2 separate regions of the Rattus norvegicus genome follow, and region 1 is linked to region 2. Evidence: chromatin contacts called from public Hi-C data. All regions are on one chromosome and are shown on one strand. Each heading gives the region's core, a stretch centred on a gene start, on an enhancer-like site or on the middle of the called end of the contact. The rest is flanking DNA. Distances are from core to core; before and after follow the strand shown. Region 1 overlaps Xrcc3 (X-ray repair cross complementing 3). Region 2 holds the start of Klc1 (kinesin light chain 1).

Region 1 (6,292 bases), core at 3,315-5,814, 38 kb before region 2:
TCTGGAGCCAGTGTCAGCAGCAGCATCATGGTGTTTAAAGCAGACGAGGCCCAGATCACTGCAAGAGAAAGTGCAGGTCAGGTCTCCACTGGGAGCAGCCCTACCTCCTCTGCCCTGGGTCTGCCCAGGAACCAGAGTGGTCAGTGCCAGCCTCCCTGGGGCTCAAGGCCACAGAGCCTCCCCTCCCCTCTTGTGCATGAGCAGAGCAGTGGGGACCACACCTGGCCGCCTCCCACCTCTTCCTGCCATCCCCGAGGTGCCCAGGCCCTGGCTTAGGGAGGTGCAGACACTCACGTTGGTACTAGCGTCTTCTAGGCTGCTGCTGTCGTTTTCCACACAAAGAGGCTCTGCGGGTGCCCTAGGGAGAAGCACAGACTAAGGGGGTGCTCTAGGGAGAAGCACAGACTAAATTTCACCCCTGGCTGGACTCAGAGCTGCCAGTGAGTCAGTGCTGGGCTACCTGCTTGACCAGCCAAAACTGCCTGAAGACCTGGCTGAAACCTCAAGCCTTGTCACCCCTCAAGTGTGGTCACGTGGCCACTAGCAAGGCCTTCCTCTGACAGCAGCCATCTACCCTCCCCATACAAGCCTACGCTGTCACCTGGGCCACTTAACCACATCTTAAGTCACCCAAGGCCAGTGCCAAACAGGGCACAGTGGCCCCAAGAAAGCCTAGGGCTCCTGGAGTGGCCAACAGAGATGCCCCTGGTGCCATCCCTTGTCTGTCCCTGCTAGCATTTTCTCCAGGGTGTAGCAAATGTGGATGGTGCAGGGTTCCGACTCCTTTACAGAGGGTGCTACCTGCTCTGTGCAGAAGAGACTCACAAACACTCCATCCAGCAGCAGCAGGTCTGGCCTGCCCCGTCGCCACAAAGACCTGGAAGGCACACATGCACACACACACATTCTACACATCCTACTCAAGCGAGACCAAGCAGCTGCTTTCTAGATTTCAGCCTAGTGAGGTGACTGTGTCAGCCATGGATCTGTGGCTAGGCTGGGTGACTCAGTATCTGTGGTGGACTCAGGGTGAAAGTCCAGGTATGCCTGCCTTCACCCCAGGAGGGTAAGAGGCAGCCAGTAAGTGTCAAAAGCTACAGTCAGGGAGTTGTGGAGGCCACTGGCCAGGTGTAGCCGGTGTAGACCACAATGTGTGTCCCCACAGGACACCTTGATGGAGTGTGTGAGTAAGAGGGTCCCCATTCTGCTGTCAAGGGGCATGGCCCGCCTGGTGGTGGTTGACTCCATTGCAGCCCCATTTCGTTGTGAGTTCCATCTCCAGGCCTCGGCGGTCAGGGCGAAGCACCTGCACTCGCTGGGGGCCGCGCTTCAAAGGCTGAGTAGCACCTTCCGGAGCCCCGTGCTGTGCATCAACCAGGTAGGTGCAGCTGGCGGGGAGGGAGAGGGCTGCCCCTGAACATGGGGAAAGCAAGCCCTGGGTAGAAGGGAGGACCTGAGGTGGCTAACCCTCACTTGCTTTTTCCAGGTGACAGAAATGGTAGAGGACCAGGAGTCTGCAGGGTGAGTGTGGACAGCTCAGCCATGCTGTACACTGGGGTGGGGTGGGCTGTGTACAAGCAGCAACACCCATTTTGTGTCTCAGGGCTTGGGAGGAGCGCCTCTCTCCAGCCCTTGGCATCACCTGGGCTAACCAGCTCCTGATGCAACTGATGGTTGACCGGATCCATGAGGACAGTGTTACCACAGGCTTGCCCAGAAGCCCAGCTCGGACTCTACGAGTACTCTTCGCCCCCCACCTCCCCCTCTCCTCCTGCTGCTACACAGTCAGTGGGGAAGGAGTTAGAGGGATGGCAGGAACTGAGTCCTGCTAACAGTAGGGCCAGTGCATTAGCCTGACCCTGATTCTGACGAATCCTTCCAACAACCTGTGTCAGTCCATGGCACCTGGTGAACTGGCTCCCAATGACGGTCAGTCAGTATCTGCTCTCTCCTCCCTGGGGTTCACCTACTGTTGAGCCTTGGGGTTTGGCCTCACACTACCTGTCATAGGATGTCCGACCAACAGGGGCTCTGGCAGCCCTGGGACCCCAGAATGACTTAGCTCTTCTCTCTGCCTGGGACTTTCAGCAGCTTGGTGGGGCCTCCTCTCCTGCAGGATGATCTTAATTCCCCCCAACCCCCACTACACACACACACACACACGCACACACACATCCATACACATGCATGCATGCACACACAGTAACACACACCACTCAGGTCAAACGTGACTTGCAGTGAGGTACTCCCCCCACCGTGCCCCTCCACACACACATACAACAACATTTGGGGGCAGAGTGGAGAAAATACTCTGAGGAAGGGAAACGGTGCTGACCTGATTCAGTTGCCTGGGCTAAGCAGCTTTGGGCAACTTACAACAGGGTCTGTCCTCACTGCGGCTGGTTAGTGTGCCCAGCAACTCTGGCTTGGCAGTGCATCTAGGCTGAAGGCACCACAGTGCACCCGACAGCATGGAGTGCACACTCAGCCAGCGGCGGACAAGCGTCCTGGTAAGATCTGCTCTGGACTCAGAATCAACACCCTGTGGACTTGGGGCTCAACAGTCACCAATGAACGTGACCTCTGAAGACAGGGCTGTGGTGACAAAGCCCTGTGCTTCAAGATCCTGCCACGTAGCACAGGCTCCCACCAGCAAATGTGCCAGGTGGAGACTCACCAGTGTGTGACTCCTCAAACCAGGTCATACACTGTCACTGTCCCCACTCAAATATCGAAAATAGTCCACTTATGGTATATACCATGACATCTTCAGGGTGGCCCCATCCTCTTCTGAGCTCATCAACCTTCCAAAGGCCCCTGGGGTACTCCCCCCCCCCCGCCCCCGCAATTCTGCACTAACCCTAAGTCTCCGGCAGGCAATGCCCCACCTGGGTCTGAGAGGCTGAGGATACTGACATAAATAAGGGGATCGTGTGGAGTTTGTATAAAACAGCTTCTCAGGGTTTTGTATTGGGAAATAAAACTATTTTTGTAACAAGGTATCAACACTTCCATTTTTTTTTCCTAAAGAAACAGTATTGAAAATTAGAAGACAGTTCCTAGGCAGACGCACTTAGAAAACATGCCCAAAGTTTCCTAGGGCCTAGATCCACCAGCCAGGTCAAGGGGCCCTGAAGGTCCACCCCAGCATCAGTCCACCTGCTAAGTGGAGAGTATCTTTCAGCACCTGCCGCCCTTATCTGCATTTAGCACAGCAGCTGGCTGCCTGGACTCCTGCTCACCTGCGTCTCAGGTATAGTCAGCTCCAGACCAAGTGCAGACGGATACAGGGCAGAGACCAGGCTCACAGCCATGAGCCACACGAGCCGTAAGCACACACGTAGCAGCTACTCAGTACATAAGCCTGTGAACACTGACTTTCTCGTGCTAGCAAGACAACAGAGAGGAGAGGAACTTGCAGCACAGTGGCAATCTGGGCTCACTCTCTGGAACCGTGAGGAAAGGAGAACAGAATGAATGCAGAGGTCTCCTGATCCACACATGGAGCCATGATTGCACACAAGGCTTTCTACGTGACAGCTCCAGAAGCTTTCCAGAAAATTCCTATCTGAACTCTTCCAACACCATTGCCCACCACCCGAGAGCCTCCCAGCAGTAACCACAGCAGGTTGGCGACATCTCACTCCTGAGAGTCCCTCACCACGAAGGCCATGGTGAAAGCCAGGCCCCGCTTTCCTCCTGAGAACATGAAGTGTAACAGAACCTTGCTCGGTGCCGACTACATACAAGTCCCCAGGCTGCTCCTGTGAAGCAGTGTCCGCTAGTGAGGCCAGCCAACTTGCTCCAGGATTCTGCCTCTGCCCGGCAGGCCTGGATCACCGGAGGCCCCACATGGGTTCTGAGGAACTCACACTGGTACAGGAGCTTTGTCTGTTCATCCATCTCCCCAGCCGGAACCGTGTGCTCTACCTTAAGACAGGCTTTCTCTGGCAGCCCTGGCTGGCCTGGAACTCGCTCTGTAGCCCAGGCTGGCCTGGAATTCCACCGTCCTCTGCCTCCTGAGTGCTGGGATTAAAGTTATGCCAAGAAAATCTGTAACTGGTTGTGATCAATCAGTTAATTTTAGACACCGGCCCAAGCCCTGGTGTTTTATGAGAACCATGCAGTTTCTGAGACTGATGCTAGGCCGAGACAGTCCCTGCAACCCAAAGGCCACATCCTGCTGCCCTGTAAGTCCACTGCTTCCAGCCCGTGTTCTCGCCCCACATAGATCCAAACACTGTCAACACACACCGTGAAAAAGCTCCTGTATGTCAGCATACACCAGAAGAGTGGGACCCTAGGCACTGCAGTGCCCACCACCAACACAAACTAACAGTAGCAGCAGCTCCCCTGTGTGCTGCTCCCCCATCTCTTCCCTCTACACTTGAGGCTCAACAGACACAGGCCACTGTCAACTCTTCCCCTGAAGGAAGTATTTTTAAGCTTCTGATTCTTACTTCATAGCTTTTTCACAGCATTAAATTTTAAATAGATCTAGGTGTCATAACAGCGTGGCTGGCAGAAGTCACATGCAGCAGCTGATGCACACGTGCCTAGGCCACCAGCTGCAGCATGGCTGCCTCCCTGGCCACAGTGCTGCGGCTCTGGCCATAAGCAGCCCCCAGCCACAGGTATAGACAAGCGGCGGTAACCTGGGTTACGGCTGCCAGGCCCTCTCAGATGCTGGAAAGAAAGCCCACTCCAGCCGAGAGGACAAGCTCCCTCCTGGGCAGGCTGAGGAACTGCCAGTGTTCTGTGCTCGGGATCCTATCCAGCTCAGTCCCCGCCCTCAGTTCTGAGTCTGCCAGACCAGGAACCAAAGTTCCTGTGTGAAAAAGCAAATGGAAATATTATAATCAATATGGAGATCACCATCAAACACTGTGGCCTCTGACACCAAATATGCACATATAAATACTAAACATTGGGATTCAGAGTCCAGCTCAGTGCTAGAGCACAGTGCATGGGTGTGCACTTAATGAGCAAAGGCCTCGGTGCACCAGCACCACAGACCAACTCCTGTGCCAGGTGCCTGCAGCACACACCTGCTGTCTTAAAATGTCCTCTGCTGGGGCTAGGGTGACAGCTGACACTTTATTAGTTGAATCGGCCACTGAAGGAGTTGTGCCCTCATTGGGTGTGACCAGCAGGGAGTCCGTCACTCAGACTGAGCTCTATGTCCCGGCAGAGAAGCGTCCTTCTCGGTAAGTCACAGTGCTCCTCCAGCCAAGCAACCAGGCAGGTTCTAGGATCGAGCTGATGGCCACACCCAGTGCCAATCCAGACATCTAACAGGAAGGAAAAGTAGAAAACCCACTCTGCCAGGCTGCACAGGGAAACGAGGCTATGGCCTAAGTATCCAAGAGCAGCAGTTACAGACATCTTAATCATACGAAGAGAGTGACACTGCTGTGACACTGCTCCGGTGAGGACAGTGGTGACACTGCAACCTCACCACCTGCCGCTGATCCCACAGTGTGCAGATACCACATATAGGCCCATCCAGTGGGGCGTGCTCAGGCCCAGGAGGCTAGGACACAAGCAGGGCAGGCTCCTAATGTGGAAGCCATCTTCTGTGGCCATGCCACCTGCATTAACACCCAGAGAACTGACGCACTTCATACTGCAACGGGTCATGAACACGCAGAGACAAACCCATCAGCACACTGTCAACCAAAACAGGAAACATGCTAAGGTGACCTCTGCTCCTGCAATGTCAGTGACCATGCAGCTGGGGGTGTGGGTCCTTCTCACCTGTTTTTTACCTGGATTCAGTGCCTGGGGCCCCCGCCCCATCTCAGCACAGTTTACAGCAGCCGTCCTTAATGCAGCCAGTCCTGCTACCTTCCGAGACTGCTCAGCCAGGGCCGGGCACCCTGCTGCCTGTCAGGCGAGTCTGACCTCTCAAAGGGCTTCCTACACCCAAGGGAGACACTCCAGGTTCACTAAAGTATGTTTTACAGTTTATGGTAAATTAATAAGAAGAGAAACAATTTGACTATTAGCAAGACAGACTGAAGTTTCGATTCCTCTACTTAGAAAGTCACACTGGGGCCAGGTGTGTGGAGTGACTCAGAGGCAGAGGTAGCTATGAGGTTGGAGACCAGCCTGGTCAGGGCCACACAGTGAGACCCTGCCTCAGAAAAACAAAGCAAAGCAAAGAGCGAACCCCTCCCCTTGTTCCTTTCAAAAGCCAGGATGGTGTGCACACCTACAGCTCCAGGCGGAAGCCCACATGATGGGTCTTCCAAGCAGCATCTGTGCTTCTGAATGTGACCTGCGCACACCT
Region 2 (6,345 bases), core at 3,256-5,755:
GTTTGTGTGCTTGCTTGAGACAGGGGTCCCTACATATAGTCCACCAGCTGTCCTCTGAACTCACTGAGGACCAGTCTGGTCACTAACTCATGGAGATCCACCTGCCTCTGCTTCTCTAGTGCTAGGACTAAAGGTGTACGCCACCATGCTTGACCCTCGTTAGGAAGCTGCAGCCCAGACTGACACAAGGATGCCCTGACAGCAAGTAGACTGACATAAGGACGCCCTGACAGCAAGTAGACTGGCTCTTGTACCTCGTCCCAAGCACCTCAGCTCCTGTTATAAGGTGCAAGGGGCCGGGGGAGGGGGGGTCCCAGCAAAACCCTCAATAGTCAGCAGTGACCTCCTAGAGGCCAAATACAGAAGACTTTTCAATCCAGCCGTTCTTGGCAATCCTCTTCTCCCAGAGTCCCGGGGCTGCTCTCCCTTGAGGCGCTCGGCCATCTCCACCAGGCAGTCAGCACGATGGCACAGCTGGCCCTCTGTGGAATGCTGATTCACTCTCATCTCCAGCCTCACTCTGTCATAACTGCAGGCCTGCATCTCTAGCTAGTTCCCTGGGCCTCCCACAAGCACCTGGAATTTATCATACCCAAAAGTAAACATCATCTTGTCCTCTCCCCATTCGAACAGGGCGGGTGTCACCAGCCAGCGAGTCACCAAAAACCAAGGACGCTACTCTAAATGCCTTCCCTCAGCAAACACTTAGTGCTGACTGTACCCCGAGCACTGCCCAGGAAGGCAGGGGTAAATCCCACCCATGCGGAGATGAGGGGTGTATGAGCAGAGACAGCAAAGTAAGAGAAGGGAAGCCGGGGTAAAGAGCAAGGCTGCTGTTACAGAGGACCTAGGTTCAGTTCCCAGCTCATGACCATTTGTAACGTCAGACCCAAGGGACCCAATGCTTTTTCTGATTGCCTTAGGCACCAGGTACACATGTAGTGCACATGCCCTCACGCATGAAGACCAACACTAATACACATAAACCTTTTAATCATAAATAAAGCACAGCACTGTCTGTAGAGGGCTCTACCAAGAAAGGTCAGCAGGATAACTCCGCCCAGTGGCACCTGGCTGCCCTTCAGTCCAGCCAGAGCAGCCAGGGAGACAGAGCAGGACACTACCGAGAACTTCAGTAGCTGACTCCTGGTCCACTGGCCATGGTGTGCACAGGCTCACCCTGACACATTGCTGGAGTCCCCCCAGCCCTCGCCCTCCTGCCCCTCCCCAGATTACTACATTGTAGCTCCCACTGACCCACCCACTCGGCCATTCCTCTGCACCTCCAGCCACCGTCCTAACAGGATCACAAGACTAAGGTGGATACTTCCTAACTAGCTCACCCTGTGCCCAGCACCACCCACACCGCTACCCCTACCTGCTCTAAATGCCAGCCTGGCTCACCTCACCTCCTTCCTCCTTCCAATCACAGAGCAGGAGCACATCCCTACCTCCCCTACCGGCACAGGAGGGTTTCCTGCCTCCCCTCCCGTGCTCCACCCACTGGGACAGGCCTCAACCACAACTCACTGGGGCCTTGTCTTGTCTGCTCCCATCAAGATCACACATGGCCAATCCACACGTGCCTTGGAATGTCCAGGAAGCCTCCTCACCACTCACGCTGGGTCTGAGCCCTTTGGAATCCAAGCCAGGATCCCTAAGAGCACAGTGCTGCACAGTGGCCTTTCACACTCAACGCTCCCTCCAGCCCACACTTCCACACTCTTAGGTCAGACATCTTTATTCTGTTTTTCACTTAGTTTGAGGGAGACTCCTTCTGTGGAGCACAAGATGGCCTCAAATCCTTCTGCCCCACCCTCCAGAATGCCTGTGCCACCATGCCCGGCCTTAAACATTTTTACTCTATACTCTAAGACTTGTCTTACTCAGCTTGGCAGTCATTTTCTTGTTGCATAATCTGATTTCTGATAGACACTCCATTAAGACCTAAGTCTCTTCTGGCTTCCCTTTCTGGTTCTTTTAAGTCAATCATGCCTGGAGATTGTTTATGGCCCTTTTGAGATTTTCACTTTTTCCAACCTAAAAAAAAAATACTTAAAAATGTTCTTTTTTTTAAGAGTTATTATTAGTGTGTACACCTGCAGGGTTTTTATGTGTGGGACAGAGGTCAGAAGAGGGTCTCAGATTACCTGGAACTGGAGTTAAAGACAATTATGTGCTGATTGTATCTGGGGGCTGAGAATCAAACCCAGGTCCCTCTGAAAGAACAAGAAGTATTCTTAACAACTGAGCATCTCTCTAGCCCCAAGAACATATTAATCTTTTTTAATGTCGACATTTAAGTTGCAGATAACCTTTGGTTTGTTCTTGCACTGAGAAAGCAGGACCTTCCGGATCTAGGCTACTACCCAGCACTGAGTGCCCTCTTCAGCCTGGGAGTTTGCTGTAGAATATTTAAGATGTGTAGCCCTCGCCTCTTCAGTCTTTGCACTTGAAGAATCCCTGTCCAGATTCCACGCAAGTCTATGCTTTTCTTGTTTTTCATTTCTGTTTTGAGATTTTGCTATGTAGTGGTAACTGGCCTTGCACTAATCACGCACACAAGCGCCTTAGCCTCCTGAGTGTTCACGTTGTAGACATGCACTGTCACTCCCTGCTACACACACTTTTACAACACTGGTGCTACAGAGAGGTCACCACCAGGTCCCACCCCTCTTGGTTCCAGCACAAGGGCATTAGGCTGGTCTGCAACACGATGCTGCATTCTTCAATGATCTGGAAGGGGCCCGCCCTCCCACACACCACACGCTCTGACATCTTAAATAGAATCATTGCATTCCTACAAACACTTAAGGCAAAGAACAGCAAGTCGAACTGCCTACCACAGCAGAGGCTTGTAGGCAGTCCGTGGACGAAGATCCCCAACTGTGGAGTGCTTAGGAGACTCGAGGAGGTTGGACTGGTTTCCTGGTGGGATCTCACTGTCCTATTGCAATGCATTGCAGGTTAATTCCAATCTAAGGCTTAGTCATACTGTATAAAGAGCCCTGGAATTTAAGTAACTCGAAGAATCAAAAAATGCAACTACCACGTAGCCATTTAAGTTGTGTATAAATGTCTTGCTCTCATGCTTTTTAAAGACAGTTCTGCAACTACACCAAATCACCGCTTAACAACACAACAGCAGCAGGCAGAGGCGATCCCAAGGCAACACACCTGGGGACAGACTGCAAACCTCGTTATAAAGCCATCCACTACATCACACATTAATATTACTTTATTAACGCCTTAATTTTTTTTTTTTTTTACAGGAAGGGGGCTCCACATGTAACAAGGAAAAGCACTCCAGGCTGGACACGTTCAGGTCACCAAGGAGATTCCACACCCGGTCACTGAAAGAAAGAGACTGGCTGGCCACGGGCCACCGACCACAGCATGACAGCACGCCACCCAGGGCGGTGCCGGGGAGAGGTGGGGGCTAGAAGGGCGGAGAGGCCTGAGACAAAGCCAGTCGGCTGAACCCCAACACACACACACACACACACACACACACACACACACACACACACTACCACCACCACTATCTCTTCGGAAACTCAGCAGAGAGGCTTTGGGTCCCTAAATCCACAGCTGCCACTGGAAGGCCGCCCCCCCAACCCCCCGCCCAGAGGCCTGAGTCAGGGCGGGGCCCTGAACGCAGATGGGACAGAAGCCTGAGGGACAAGGGAGAGGAGTGAAAGAGAAGGGAAGGGGCAGGGACTGAGGCCTGGAGTGCAGGCAGAGAGGACTAAGCCCCGAACCTATACGGTCACGGACAGAGAAGGGACAAGGACCTCAACTCGGAGAGGCACAGGCAGAGATGGGACAGGACCCGACCCAGAACTGGATGGGAAGGGACAAGAGCTTCAGCCTGGATTTGCAGGCAGAGAGATGACGACAAAGACCCCAGACAGGAGGGGCGCAGGCCGTGACAGGGAAGGGACCCAAAGCAGGAGCGCAGGTAGACAGGGACAAGGACCGCAGACTGAAGGAGCGCAGAGAGGTGACAAGAGACCGGAGCCTAGAAAGGCGCAGGCGGAGAAAGGACAGAAGCCCCAGCCTGGATGTGCACAGGCTGAGAAAGGACAAGGACCGCAGACCGCTGGCGCGCAGGCAGAGGTGACAAGAAACCGGAGCATGGAGGAACGCGGGCGGAGCGGGGACCCCAGGGTGCAGACAGGGATAGGAAGGTCGGGGAAGGGTCTGGGTCCGGGTGGAGGAGCAAAAATCGCAGCCTGGACCGGGTGCAGATGCGGCGATGGACGGAAAGGTCCAGAAGCCTCAGCCTGGAGGATGCAGGCGGGAAAGGGTCGCGGCCGCGGCTGGAGCATTGCGCACAAGCCGCGCGGAGCCCGGGGCGGGGCGGGGACCCGGCCGTGCACTCACCGTCCGATCGGAAGCGCCGCGCTCGTCGCGCTGTCACGGGCCGAGGCCGCGCAGAGCCCAGCCGCCTCAGCAGCAAGCGACGCCTCCGCAGCCGCCCCGCAGCATCCTCACCCCGACCCGCGCTCCGCAGCCTCGCGCCACCCTCCGCCGCCGAAAATGGCGTCGCCGGCGCCGCGCCCGCCCCACAATGCTGTGCGCCGTGACGTCACCCGCCCTCGTGCCGCCGGGCGGGGCTCAGGGGAAACTGAGGCTGGGGTCCGCAGTCCGGAGTTCTTCACCAGCCTCTGATCCGGGTGTGGTCCCCTCAGACCCGGAGGCCTTACTGGTCGCGCCTCCACCCGTGGAGGAGAGGAAAAATGCCAGGCGGCCAGGGCCCACCCTCTGCGACTCGCTCCTGACCGCAGCTCTCGACCTCCAGCCTGGCCCAAAGGGCAGGCTTGCCAGCTCAGGTTGCTCCTGGGCCTCGTATAGCCGCCTGGCACCCCAGCTGCAGGCCTGACTCAGCAGCGGGCCGGAGGGTACGCTGACTCAGTGGCAAGGCCGAGCTTGCCTGCCACCGGCTTGGGAACCTTCCAGGTGCCTTTCCCAGAATGGCCCGGTCGGATTGCTAAGGGGTAGGGATTACGAGTGCCCACAGCCTCCCCACCTTGGGAACCGTTGCCCGCTTCTGATGGTATTGCCCAGCACCTGCTGCCGTCCTCCACCCGGCAGTCACACCTACCAACATCAGGGAGGCAGGTGCTTTTGGTCTTAGCAAGCAGATGCAGTTACTTTGGCCTCCTAGAGAAAAACCAAGGCTGGCTAATGAAGGGGCAACTCCCGTGGACAGCGTAGCAGCTCAAGTTGGCCTAAGAAGAGGCTGTGGGTTCAGTCTGTACTGTTTTGAACAGTCTTTACAGGCTTCATTTGCCCCAGCACACACTGCTGCTTGGATGTCGGGTAGCACCAGCTCTTCAGCCACTGCCATACATCTGAGCAAGGCTTGTGACAGCTCCCGCCCAGGTGCTGTTGGAAAGAAAAGAGTAGGCTTAGCGGGAGCCCATTTCCTTCCCATGTCAGTCACTGCCCCTCAGAGCCTTGTGTAGGTGCACATTTCTTCAGCGAAGGGCTTTTTTTGTTTCGTCTGTCCCTGCCGCTGCTTGTTCAAGCTTTATCATCTCGTTCTTTTGCCCCTTCAACGATAGCCATTAAGTTCCCAACGTCCTCACGGGAAGACCCAGGTGCATAAAGTGGCAGATGATGTCTACTGGCCAGCTCCCATTCCAGCAGGAAAAACAAACTCAGACAATCTGACTTGTTGAAACAGCAAAACAGGCAGTGGGGGGAGGGGGGGATGCACGACCCAAACTCCAAGGTCAGAAAAGTGTGCAGACACCCAAACTATAGGAGAAAACAGGGCCATGGAGTCAGCGTAGAACACTCCAGTAAAACCCTGAGCATCCCTCTTGTGTGGGGGAGAAGAAAAGACCAAGCTAATCAACCCCTGCCGCAACCATGTATCACTCTCAGCAGAGCGTAAACCTCCTTAGCTTCGTCTACCTACAAAGGCCCACAGGACCTGGTTGTGTTAACTTCACCTTGTCCTGTCCCTAGCTGCCCTCACTTGTCCTTCAGTTTGCTCCGCCACACTCAATTCAACGTCCACCTGCCTCGAATGCTTAGTGACTTCCTATGGAGACATAAAGCGACATCTATCTTTTCAGGGACTGGAGAGATGGCTAACAGGTAAGAATGCTTGCTGAACTTTCGGGGGACAGCAGCCACATCGGGTGATTGCTCACAATAGCCTGTAACTCCAGCTCCAGTGTACCTGGCCTCTGTGACACCTGCATACATGGGCACACTCACACATAGGTGCGTAAATGAGTGTGAGTCTTTGAAAGATTTATAAATAGCTGTTCATCCCCAGATAGGACATCAACAGAGCAAAGAATTCCACCCTAGTCCAGTTTGATGAGC

What was found. Hi-C and Micro-C count contacts between places; a contact is called where the count stands out from the background.
Region 1: a contact with region 2 is called in a Hi-C map of frontal cortex, with 1.8 times the contacts expected there. The contact joins the enhancer-like site here to the promoter of Klc1 in region 2. A contact is called at or near these places in 2 of 12 Hi-C or Micro-C datasets (frontal cortex and mammary epithelial cells).

Annotation. Positions count from the first base shown.
Region 1 is chr6:136,681,268-136,687,559 of GRCr8, reverse strand. Xrcc3 (X-ray repair cross complementing 3) reads left to right here. Exons shown (of 8, transcript NM_001427420.1): 6 at 1,166-1,378; 7 at 1,487-1,521; 8 at 1,604-3,002. The coding sequence ends at 1,832. It also overlaps a transcript of Klc1 not described here. Among named protein-coding and RNA genes, the nearest start is that of Xrcc3, 10 kb to the left of the region's middle. Within about 2 kb of position 4,564, at least 9 of the 93 cell types and tissues checked have an H3K27ac peak or open chromatin away from gene starts, as enhancers often do.
Region 2 is chr6:136,642,774-136,649,118 of GRCr8, reverse strand. It overlaps Klc1 (kinesin light chain 1), which reads right to left and starts at 4,505. Exons shown (of 15, transcript NM_001081974.1): 1 at 4,387-4,505.